2 separate regions of the Mus musculus genome follow, and region 1 is linked to region 2. Evidence: chromatin contacts called from public HiChIP or PLAC-seq data. All regions are on one chromosome and are shown on one strand. The core of a region is the stretch at or near the end of the contact, and the rest is flanking DNA. Distances in the headings are between cores, read along the strand shown.

Region 1 (5,091 bases), core at 2,526-5,025, 340 kb before region 2:
TCCCCTTCCTCCTCCTCTTCCTCCTCCCCTTCCTCCTCCTCTTCCTCCTCCCCTTCCTCCTCCTCTTCCTCCTCCCCTTCCTCCTCCTCTTCCTCCCCCCTTCCTCCTCCTCTTCCTCCTCCCCTTCCTCCTCCTCTTCCTCCTCTTCTTCCTCCTCCTTTTTTTTTTTTAGACAGGGTCTCATTGTGTAGTCCTGGCTGCCTTGAAATTCACTCTGTAGACCAGGCTGGCGGAATCACACAGATCAGCTTGCCCCTGACTCCTGTGTGCTAGGATTAAAGGAGTCCTGTCCTCCTCTTTCTGCTTGTGTGTACCAGCCTGTTGGTGGCACGGCTCACATTCAGGACAAGGCTTCCTTCCTAAGCTGTTCTGCCATGTGTCAGTAATCTCCAGAAAACGCCTTCAAGGGCACACAAGAGCCTTGCTGTACCAATCACGTAACATTTCTCAATCCAGACACTGTGACAAGCAAAGTAACTGTCACACAGAGACTGTCCTGGAAGGGGTTGTCATCACTGGATCACACTGCAGACTCATCAGTCAGCTCACCTGAGTTTAGAACATGTTCTACAGATAAAAATCTAGAAAATCATTTAAGGACAGCTTTTTTAAATAAATAAATAAATAAATAAATACTTGTTTTTTCTTTCAGTAAATACTTATGTAAGGCTTTCTGATCATTGACCAGATAGCTCTGGACAGTCCAGTCAGTCCAGTGCATTGCAGCCAAATGCAGCCTCTGCAGCTCTCAATTACTGTAGACAGGGTGCCCCTTGTTGTGGATACCCAGGCAGGCTGCTCCCACTGCTGTAATAGCCAGTGAGACTAACAGACTGGGGGAAAGGTCTAAAAGTTAAGAAAATCAAAAGTATATAGCTAATTGTACAAGCCACCCGACAGTGCCTTCATTATACCCTGCCTGAAGACTGCAAAGTGAACCCTGAGTCTTCAATAGCAAGTGAGCCAAGAACATAAACACAAGGAGAGCCAGCTAGCAGACCCAGAGCTGGGGAGATAGTTAGCTTCATGGATAATGCCTTACCTGCTAGATTAACAAGCCAGCTTTTTAATGCCAGTGTGCAGTGCCAAGGGCATGCAGCGTCTGGCACATCAGTGCACGCTGGTGGCATCTGTCTAGATTGTTCCTCCTGGGGAGTGGTTTGGCAATAAGCACAAGCTGGTAAACCATTCAGACCCTTCTGATGCCATAGTCCCAACTATCGGGATGCATCCTTAGGAGCTGGCCCCAAGCACAGGGAAAGCCTATGTGTAAGGAAGTTCTCTGAAGAGTCATGCTTGTAATATCAAAAAATTGGAAACTTCAAGATGGCAAACGTTATTGAGTGGTCTGATATGTTTTCGGTATGCTGGTGGGGAATCGTGAAGCCATTTGTACTGATAGTTACCGGGACATGGTGCCACACAAGAAAGCCCTTAGAACATAAGATTATGAGAAAAACGGTAGGTGGGATAGGATATTTGGTGTTAGTTGTGTTACAGCTAGGGAAGTACGCGTAGAACAGTGACGAGGAAAGGCAGTGTAAAGACGACGGAAGCTGTACTGGGGGTTTTGCCCTCCACGCTTCCTGCCTGGGGCTTTATTGCTTCAGTAATAAAGCTGACGGGATGTCTTTCTGACAAAAACTGAGCATAAGGAAGTGAATAATTCCTACTTTGACAAGCAGAAGAAAATGCTCTTTTCAACACCAAAACTCTGGCAACACAGTTTTCTGAAAAGTGTGGAGAAATGGAGAGGCAGGAAGGAGTGGAAGGTTTGAGGTGGGATCTGATATGGAGCCAGACTAAAGAAGACAAGGGCTGCTCCTTGTGGGCTGTGGAGTGACGCTGCTCAGGGCCTGGGTTTTAGACAGCTCAGAGGGAGAGAAGCTGGGCTTCTACAAGTGAACCCCTTCCTATCAGCCCCCCAGTGTCTAACATTTGGTCTTTAGTTCATGGATCGTGCTTTTCTGAGGTACCACTGTGGAGTCAGACTTTAATCTTAGGCCTTTCTGCATCAGTCAGTCACTTGTGATCTGTAAGTAGGTAAGAACAAGGTCCTGATTGCCATCCCTTTATTCTTCAGTCCCTTGGCCAAGGGAAGCCCTACTCAAGGAATAGGGCTCTTGCCCCACCAGACAGTCTGCTGTGGGTTTGGACCATTCCTGGGGCACAGAACAATTACACTGAGACAGTGAGAACCCAAGATATTTATTAAGAACTCATGAAGGCGCAGAAGGGCACAGCCTGTGGTTCAGCTTAGCTTAACATGTCGTCCTAACTCTGTAGAAAAGGCCAGAGACTTTGGTGCCAAGTTTCCCAGGAGAGGAAATGATCTTTACATTCAGTGAGTTTTCCATCCTCAGAATTACACAGGAGCACTTTCATGGCAGTGGGAACCCCACAGTGCATATCCATTGCAGTTCTGCTGAGATACGAGGTTCAGTTCCAGAAGGTCCAGCTAAGATGGAGGCTTTCCAGGCATGCACCGGAACCTCTGTGAACTGTATCCCTTCACCCCCAGCTCAGTGCGGGGAGGTAGGTGTTACGCCCTGTGTGGGAGGCCAGGAACTGAGGCCCAGAGAGACTGAGTCCCTCAGATCCTCAGGGGCAAAGCTGACTCCCAGCCTGAGCTGTCACCAGGGATGGGAAATGCTAATGGTGCCCACTGAGCCTCTCAGGAACAAAAAGAAATCAGGTAGACGTGACAGCACGGGACTTAGTATTTGCATAGACTAACTTTTGAATCTACTTAGTATTAATCATGGAGTTAACCTGAAAACTAGGAAGCTGAATTTTTTTTTTTAAGACAACTGGGAATGGCAGGAATGTGGCAGGGCTTTGTAGGACAGCTTCAGTGCTCATAGGGAAGGGAACCCTGTAGGGGACCCTAGGGGAAAGCTGGCGTCCCACAGCTAGGAAGGGTGTTGGCTGCATTAGTTAGGAAATGCAGTAGAGTACAGCTTCTGTCCTTCAGAAGCCGCAACTCCATTCTCAGAAGAGTGTTCTAGACTGCCAGACCACCTTGAGAGTTGTGATGGTTGCTTTCGACTGTCAGCTTGCCAAGATAGAATCACCTTAGGACTGGTCTAAGACAGTTTCCAGATTAGGCTAATTAAAGTGAGAAAACTTACCCTAAATTCGGACAGTGCCATCCCAGGAGAGACAGCTCCCGGGAGGAGAAAGGAGACAGTGAACTGAGCTGCTACACTTGGCTCTAGGCTTCCTGGCTGTGCGTGTATTGTACCCAGCCATCTCAGGCTTCTGCCACCTCAGGCTCCAGATACCTCAGGCTCCAGACACCTCAGCCTCCAGACACTCCTGTCTCCTGTCACCTCAGACTCCAGACACCCCTGTCTCCTGCCACCTCAGGCTCCAGACACCTTAGCCTCCTGCCACCTCAGGCTCCAGACACCCCTGTCTCCTGCCACCTCAGGCTCCTGCCACATCAGGCTCCAGACACCTCAGGCTCCAGACTCCTCTGTCTCCTGCCACCTCAGGCTCCAGACGCCCAGGCTCTCCACCTCATGAACTGGGCCAAAATAAACCCTTTGTTCTTTGTTACTTTCATTGACCATTTTGTCACAGCAGTATCAGGAAAGTACCTGTTATAGGCCTCTGCTGGGTGACTTCAGCCTGCAGGCTTACCTTATTGGAGAGAGGGCATTGCAGTGAGCAGCAGTCTGCTGACTCACACTGGGCCCACTCCAGCCCTGTCGCTCTTCCTCCTCAGGAGAAAGTGCAGACACTGCCCCCTGGGTGGCGTCTGCACTTTGGGCTTGTTTCACAAGTGTGGCTCTGTTGTCACTGTTGCTGTTAAAGGAAGAGAGCCGGCTCTGCTCATCCATGTGTGAGTGACAGTTGGGATTGGCTCATTTCTGCAGATCTGGGTCAAGAGGACTTTTTCTATAAACAGTCCCATTACTTTGTCATTCTTACAATTCTTAAAAACCCAGCTGAATTGTAACTAAATGTGGTGACCTTGCAAACAGAACATGAGTCCTTTGTCACATTTAACCTATAGTCAGCGTATTTCATAGCATTTGCAGGGAAAGCCGCTAAGAACTACAGTTTTGAAAGTCTTGTCTGTGCCCCTGAGTGCCTGGTGCCTATGAAGGCCAGAAGAGGGTGTCAGCTCCCCTGGGAACTGGAGTTACAGCTAGGAGCCACCAGTGGGTGCTGAGAATTATACCTGAATCTTCGAGAAGGGCAGCCAGTGCTTTTAACTGCTGAGCTGTCTCTCTAGGCCTTGAAAAGTTTTTTTGTTTTTTAAATCTTTTTGGCCTTGTAGAAGCGTGTTAGAACCTATATTTATTCTTTTCCTTTGCAATTACCTCTAGGTGTTTGTTGTCCTCACCGTGTAAAACCATTGACCTTGTCAGAGCTGAGTTTTCTCCTCTCCGTGTGCTTCCACGCGTGCGCGTGAGCACAGGTACCTGTGCCCGTGGGAGGCCTGTCTCAGTGACTCAGCCTGGTGGCTTCTCTACCCAACAGGTGTTTGAGATGGACATCGCCAAGCAGCTCCAGGCCTATGAGGTCGAGTACCACGTGCTCCAGGAGGAGCTTATTGAGTCCTCGCCTCTCAGTGACAACCAAAGAATGGAGAAATTGGAGAAAACCAACAGCAGCTTGCGCAAACAGAACCTTGACCTCCTGGAGCAGTTGCAGGTAGAGCATATTTGCCGAGCGGCTTCCCGAGCCTCTGTGTAGTCGCTCATTAACTCACCAAAGGCACCAGCAGCCCGGGCTTTCCCAGGACCGCAGGACCTTTCCCACCCCGCGCTCTTTGTAGTTGCGATCAGAGGTGTCCCAGGAGAATCAGCCCTTTTATTGCAGAGCAGACAGTGTCCTTGCCACGGTCAGACAGTCCAGGAGCTTTCTGAGAGGCTCTTTCTACACTAAGCTTTGCAGGAGACCAGCTTGGCCCCAGATGCTGACTGCCAACAATTGTGCTTTGAATAATGATGAGAGAGTCTTAAGCTTTTGTTGCCTGGGGGGGAAACAGGCCAGGTCCTTGGAGAGATACTGAAGGAAGGAAGTAACTTAGAAATCTATCTAACGAACTAAATCAGAACAGTTGATGCTTATTTATAA
Region 2 (5,080 bases), core at 1,394-3,893:
TGCTGTGGTGGCTCACACTTGTAATCCCAGCACATGGGAAACAGAAGCTTGTGGATCACTGTGAAGTCAAGGTCAGCCCGTGCCACAGAGACTTCCAAGACAGCCTGAAGACACCCTTCCTCTCAAGTAAACAAACAAACAAACAAACTCACTTGTCAGCTTCTTTACTCAACGGGTGATCTTTCTGACCCACCTTTTGATTCAATATACTACAAGAACTAATGCGTGTATAAATAGAATATAAACAATATGTTATGTACACTAATTCATTTCCCAGTCCACTTATCAGCTGCATAATATCTGAGGCCCAGTACAGAATGAAGCTATGTGGGGGGTTCCTTGTCCAAAACATAAGCATTTTCTAGACAGAAACACTGAACTAGACATTGAGCCCACCTTCCTGCACATGTTGGCGATCCGGCTCATCGGCCCAAAAGGCTGTCCCCAAGCCTGCCAAACTGATGCGGTCTGTGCCCTCCCTCTGCAGGTTACAGCAGACAGGAAGAAAGGGAACAACATTCTCTCTGACATTTGATGGGGACTGAGATAGGTCCTGGGTCATCTAGAAGCCACCTTATCTCCGAGGTCAGCAGGGACTTGCCTAAGGAAATGACCTAGAAGCCGAGGGCCGGAGCGTGATACAGATCTGGCAGGCACAGCTTAGGAGGGAAAGTACTTTAGGCCCAAGGAAGACAATGTACAAAGGTTGGAGAAGAGCCTGAAGGGTGGGTGGTGCACCTGAAGAGACCACAGGATGGGGTTTGGCAGCTGTCCAAAAGAGCCATGGTAGGGGCAGTTCGGGGAAGACAGCCATCAAGATTAGGGCCGGCCTTGGAGGAAGGTTGGATTTTATCCTAAAGACAACTAGAAGCTCTTAATGGGTTTCTTGGCCCCATCCCAGCTGCATAGTGAGCCAGGATGGGTATCAACAGCTTTATCAGAGGAGGAAAACGGAGCAGCTACCCTTCCTGGTTCCAGACCAAGAGTAAAAGAGAACTGCAGCAAGATGGCCTGTGGAGCAGCTCAAGCAGGAAGTCCTGCTGGGCTGAGTCCTTCAGCCTTACAAGGCCACGGACCCACAGATCTAGCACAGGAGAACCACTACTCAGCAGGAGGCCAGGAGACCATCAGAGAGGCAGATCATCACCCAGACCCTGTACTCAGTGATGCAGGCTCAGCAACAGGGGATGTGGCACATGGCTGTCTTCTGTGACGCCTCCAAGGGCTTACACCACACCATCGTGCCTACCGGGGATCTTGTATTTGTAACTTGCCCTTCTTACCAGATAGCCAGTGTGACCTGAGACTCAGAACTACATCTTGCCAGGACTGGTGTTGCATGTCTTTGATACCAATACTCAGGAGGCAGAGGCAGGCAGATCTCTATGGTCCTGATTTACAAAGTGAATCTGGGTCAGCCAGGGCTTGTTACACAGAGAAACCAACCCTGCCTCAAAAAACCAAGAACCAACAAGCAAATAAAAAAACCTATGTCTTACTTGTTTTTTGTTTTTAATTCTAGGTCTTTACAAGGGAAACCATATACATAGTTAAATGTGTCCCCCAAAGCTCATGCTGCTGAAAACCTGGAAATCCACATAGTAGTGATATCTGGGGACAAGTCTCTTGGGAAGTGATCAGACTTAGATGAAGCCATAAGGCAGGATCCCTGTGCTGGGACCAGTGGCTTTATAAGAAGAGGAAGAGCCCCACCCCCAGCCCCCGCATCCTAGCTACTCGTATATGTTCCTCTTGATACAACAAGAAAGCCCTTTCCAGATGCAGCCTCTAGCCTTGGTCTCCACCCTGCCACAGCAGATAGTTTCCTACTGAAAGACTACACTTCCCAGCTTCCCTTTCGTGCAGACTACAGAAGTCTTTTCTATCTCAACAAGGGGCTGCATCCCATCTCCTCTGTAGGCATTTTGGCTATCCGCATGTGTGAATGACAAAGGTACCCTGTTGTCCCACCTAATGTCAGCACAAGCCTTTCTTTCTGTTTTGTGTCTCTCCACAACTGCTTGAATAATCTAAAAACCCTGAGAACTAAATTTCACTTCTAAGTTGCTTGGCCTGTGCTATTCTGTCACGCCCACAGAAAACTAAGAAGACTAAGCCCTCATAAATATAGTGGTAACTATAAATATAGTTTAATTACATGAGTAAATTATACCACCTAGAGTTGTACCTAAGATGTGCTATACATTGCCATCTGCAGAAGGGAGGGTTCATTCACAGCGACTGTGGGTGATTTCTATAAAGACAAAAATGTTTGACTTCAATGCTGTCGGCTCTAAAATATATCTATGAAGCCCATTGGTTTTCTAGTTTAAGACTTACCTGGAAATGATTAAATCTCTGTCCTTTTGGTTGAAATATGCTTAGGAAGCAGGACGTAATGTTTAGGCTTTTATCTCCCACAGGGCCTGACATACAGTACGTGGCTCATTATTCAGTGACTGTGTAGACCACACCCATATACACACCAACCCATGCACATTTCTGTGCTACTAAAGGTTTTCTATGGGCACAGATTCAATAGTTTGTTTAAACGTTCAATAGAAGTACATAACAGTTCACACACAACAATACATATCAAAGCGTGTGAGTTTGTACTCGTCAGACATCAAAACCCACAAGGTGGCTGATAATCAACACCGACTGTCTGGGAGAGGCTTGCAGTGTTGAATTGAACAGAACTCAGGAAGGAAGTAGCTTGTTTGGCTACCTATCTCCAAGCTAGAAAGAAATAGAAGAAGGTTTAGATAAAAGGTTGTAACTGTAAAATCAATTCAGAGAGGAAACATCCCAGAAGTGATTCTCAAGAAGTTTGGCTTCATGGTGTGACATCCGAGAAAAAGCTGGGCGAATAGAAAAGCTGCTCCACTCCACAGTACTACTTAGCAGCCAGAGGGAGAGCACAGAGTGAGCCACCTGTCTCTGGAGAAAGCGCCCCTATACCTCACTGGGCTTTTTCCTCAGTGCTGTTCATAGCCAGTCCTTGCACTTGGTAGAAAGCGGGTGCCATTTTCTCTACAACCACAGATGGCCTAAAATCCTAGCTCCCTCTGAAGTCTCTTCTACTTCCCCTTTGTCTGTGAGGCCCACTAGAGAACCCCAGATTCTTCCTGATGACCCCTCTCCAACTCTCAACCTGGTAACTTCCTCTATACCTCCATTCACTTAATTTCTTCCAGACATGTTTCAAATACAAATTCCCATAGCTAGGAGTGAGCTGCTAGTGACTACTGTGTTGAGCAACGCAACACTAGAGGCTCCATTTCTGACTATGAGTGGACCCGTAGACTTCATTGCAGTGTTCTCTTATTCATCCTATCTTGCTCCTTTGCCCTTGCTATTCAGCTTGCTCTCATTTTCACTACCACAGTAAAGAAAAGCACAGCGAAGACATCTTCTGCTAGACTGACTGGTGTGTGTGACTTCATTTCTTTTGGTTTATCTGCTAGATTTCTGCAAAGGAAATTCCTACTGGATAGGGTAGTGCATAGATCTTCCTCAAGGCCCTCCAGGCGACTCGCCCATCTTCTTTCCCCTCATCCTCCATAAGAAGTCTGTTGAGGCCAGACTTTCCACTGCTTCATCCTGTGGGGAGCCTCTCAGGCCCTCCCGCTACCTCCCTTTCTTCTGTGTGCAGCTCTTCCGGCTCCCTCCTCTCATCCTGCCTTTATCTTTTTTTCATTATCCTTAAAAACAGAGACACAGGTCATTTTGGCTTAAGGGATTTCCTAGATAGAAAGGAAAGCACAAGGACTTCTGAAAGTTCAGAGTTGACACAGTCCAGAGTGCTAATAAGAAAATCATGAGTTCAAAGCCAGCTCGGATTAAGTGGCAAATTCTAGCTTTGGTTATATGAAAAGACAAACAAAAAACCTGATAGAAAAGAGGAGCAGACCACTCCCCAGACTGATCTGATAGCGGGGGCTAGCATGAAACCCAAGACAGAACAATACTCAGAAGAGGAGGTAGAGGAATAAGGAACTGACCACCAGATTATCTGACACAAGCTAAAGGGCCTTTGAAAATCAAGTAAGCACAAACAGAGTAAAGAGAACACTAGGCAGACAACACGGACCCAAAACAGCCCAATGCAGCCACTGGCTCAGAGAGGCCCTGATCAAAGCCAAAGTCAAGATGCTTTCTGAATTCTTTCCCATAGTTACAGTCATATGGCAAAGCAGCCTGCTACGATGGCCCATGGTTGCCAATAGTGCTTATAGTATGAGAACTCTCACCAAACCAACCCCAGAGTCCACAGGTCCTGATGGTTTTCAATTGTATTGTATTTTTTTCCTCCATAGCTCGGTTGGAGAGCCCTGCGGCGTTTCTTCCACGAGGTTCCTAGATGGTGAGGCAGCCCAGAGAAATCCCATCTTACAAAGAAGAATGTCTGCAACAGATCCCCTCTTTCATACCCTGTCCAGACTGAGTGTCAATTGTTATGTCTACCAACAGTTTTGCAGAAAAGGGAAGGAGGGTGCGGGAGAGCTCAGCTGTCGGCTACCACTTGATCAAGCCATTTGAGCTTTGCTGCTGTCAGCTTTCTTATTTATAAAATGAGAATGCTGGAAAGGATAAGCCATTTTTAAACCTGACTTTGAGGAGGCGAGAGATTTTTCAAACCTCACTTGACAGCATGTACTTTTGCCATCTTTTTTTTTTTTCTCATAAGAACAATGTGCTCAATCAACGGAGAGGACAGATGAAGGTAGAGGTGTTCAGACTGAACGGGGGTGGAGGCTGTAGCATCATTTGCCCTTGCCACACCTTCCCTTGGCCATCCCAAAGCACCTCCAGAGAGGCTGGAGCTATCTGGAAAGAGACTAAGACTCTCCATTAGAAGTTTCCTTCCAGCCCAGCTTTTAGGGATGCTCTATGTAAGATTTTGGTTAATGCTCTAGGTAAGATCCCTGCTCCAAAGTGGCCTCAGTTTCAGGATGGTGACATCAAGTTGGAATTAACCTGTAAACTTCTTTCCTGGTGGCTATTTTTCATAGTGCTGGGATGTGCTACATAGCCTGCTGAAGGGGAAAACAAAAAGGCATCAGTGGTCTTATCCACT

What was found. HiChIP or PLAC-seq counts read pairs in DNA pulled down with a chosen protein or histone mark.
Region 1: an H3K27ac HiChIP or PLAC-seq map of microglia shows a contact between it and region 2, with 4 times the contacts expected there. The contact joins two enhancer-like sites. A contact is called at or near these places in 2 of 115 datasets of contacts at active chromatin or transcription factors (microglia and pancreatic cancer cells).

What each region holds. Positions count from the first base shown.
Region 1 is chr5:64,340,761-64,345,851 of GRCm38.p6, forward strand. It overlaps Tbc1d1 (TBC1 domain family, member 1), which reads left to right. Exons shown (of 22, transcript NM_001310611.1): 21 at 4,492-4,665. Among named protein-coding and RNA genes, the nearest start is that of Gm43837, 35 kb to the right of the region's middle. Within about 2 kb of position 3,776, at least 168 of the 459 cell types and tissues checked have an H3K27ac peak or open chromatin away from gene starts, as enhancers often do. A contact at or near this core is called in microglia, where this site is marked.
Region 2 is chr5:64,681,813-64,686,892 of GRCm38.p6, forward strand. No RefSeq gene overlaps it. Among named protein-coding and RNA genes, the nearest start is that of Gm26761, 15 kb to the right of the region's middle. Within about 2 kb of position 2,644, at least 22 of the 459 cell types and tissues checked have an H3K27ac peak or open chromatin away from gene starts, as enhancers often do. A contact at or near this core is called in microglia, where this site is marked.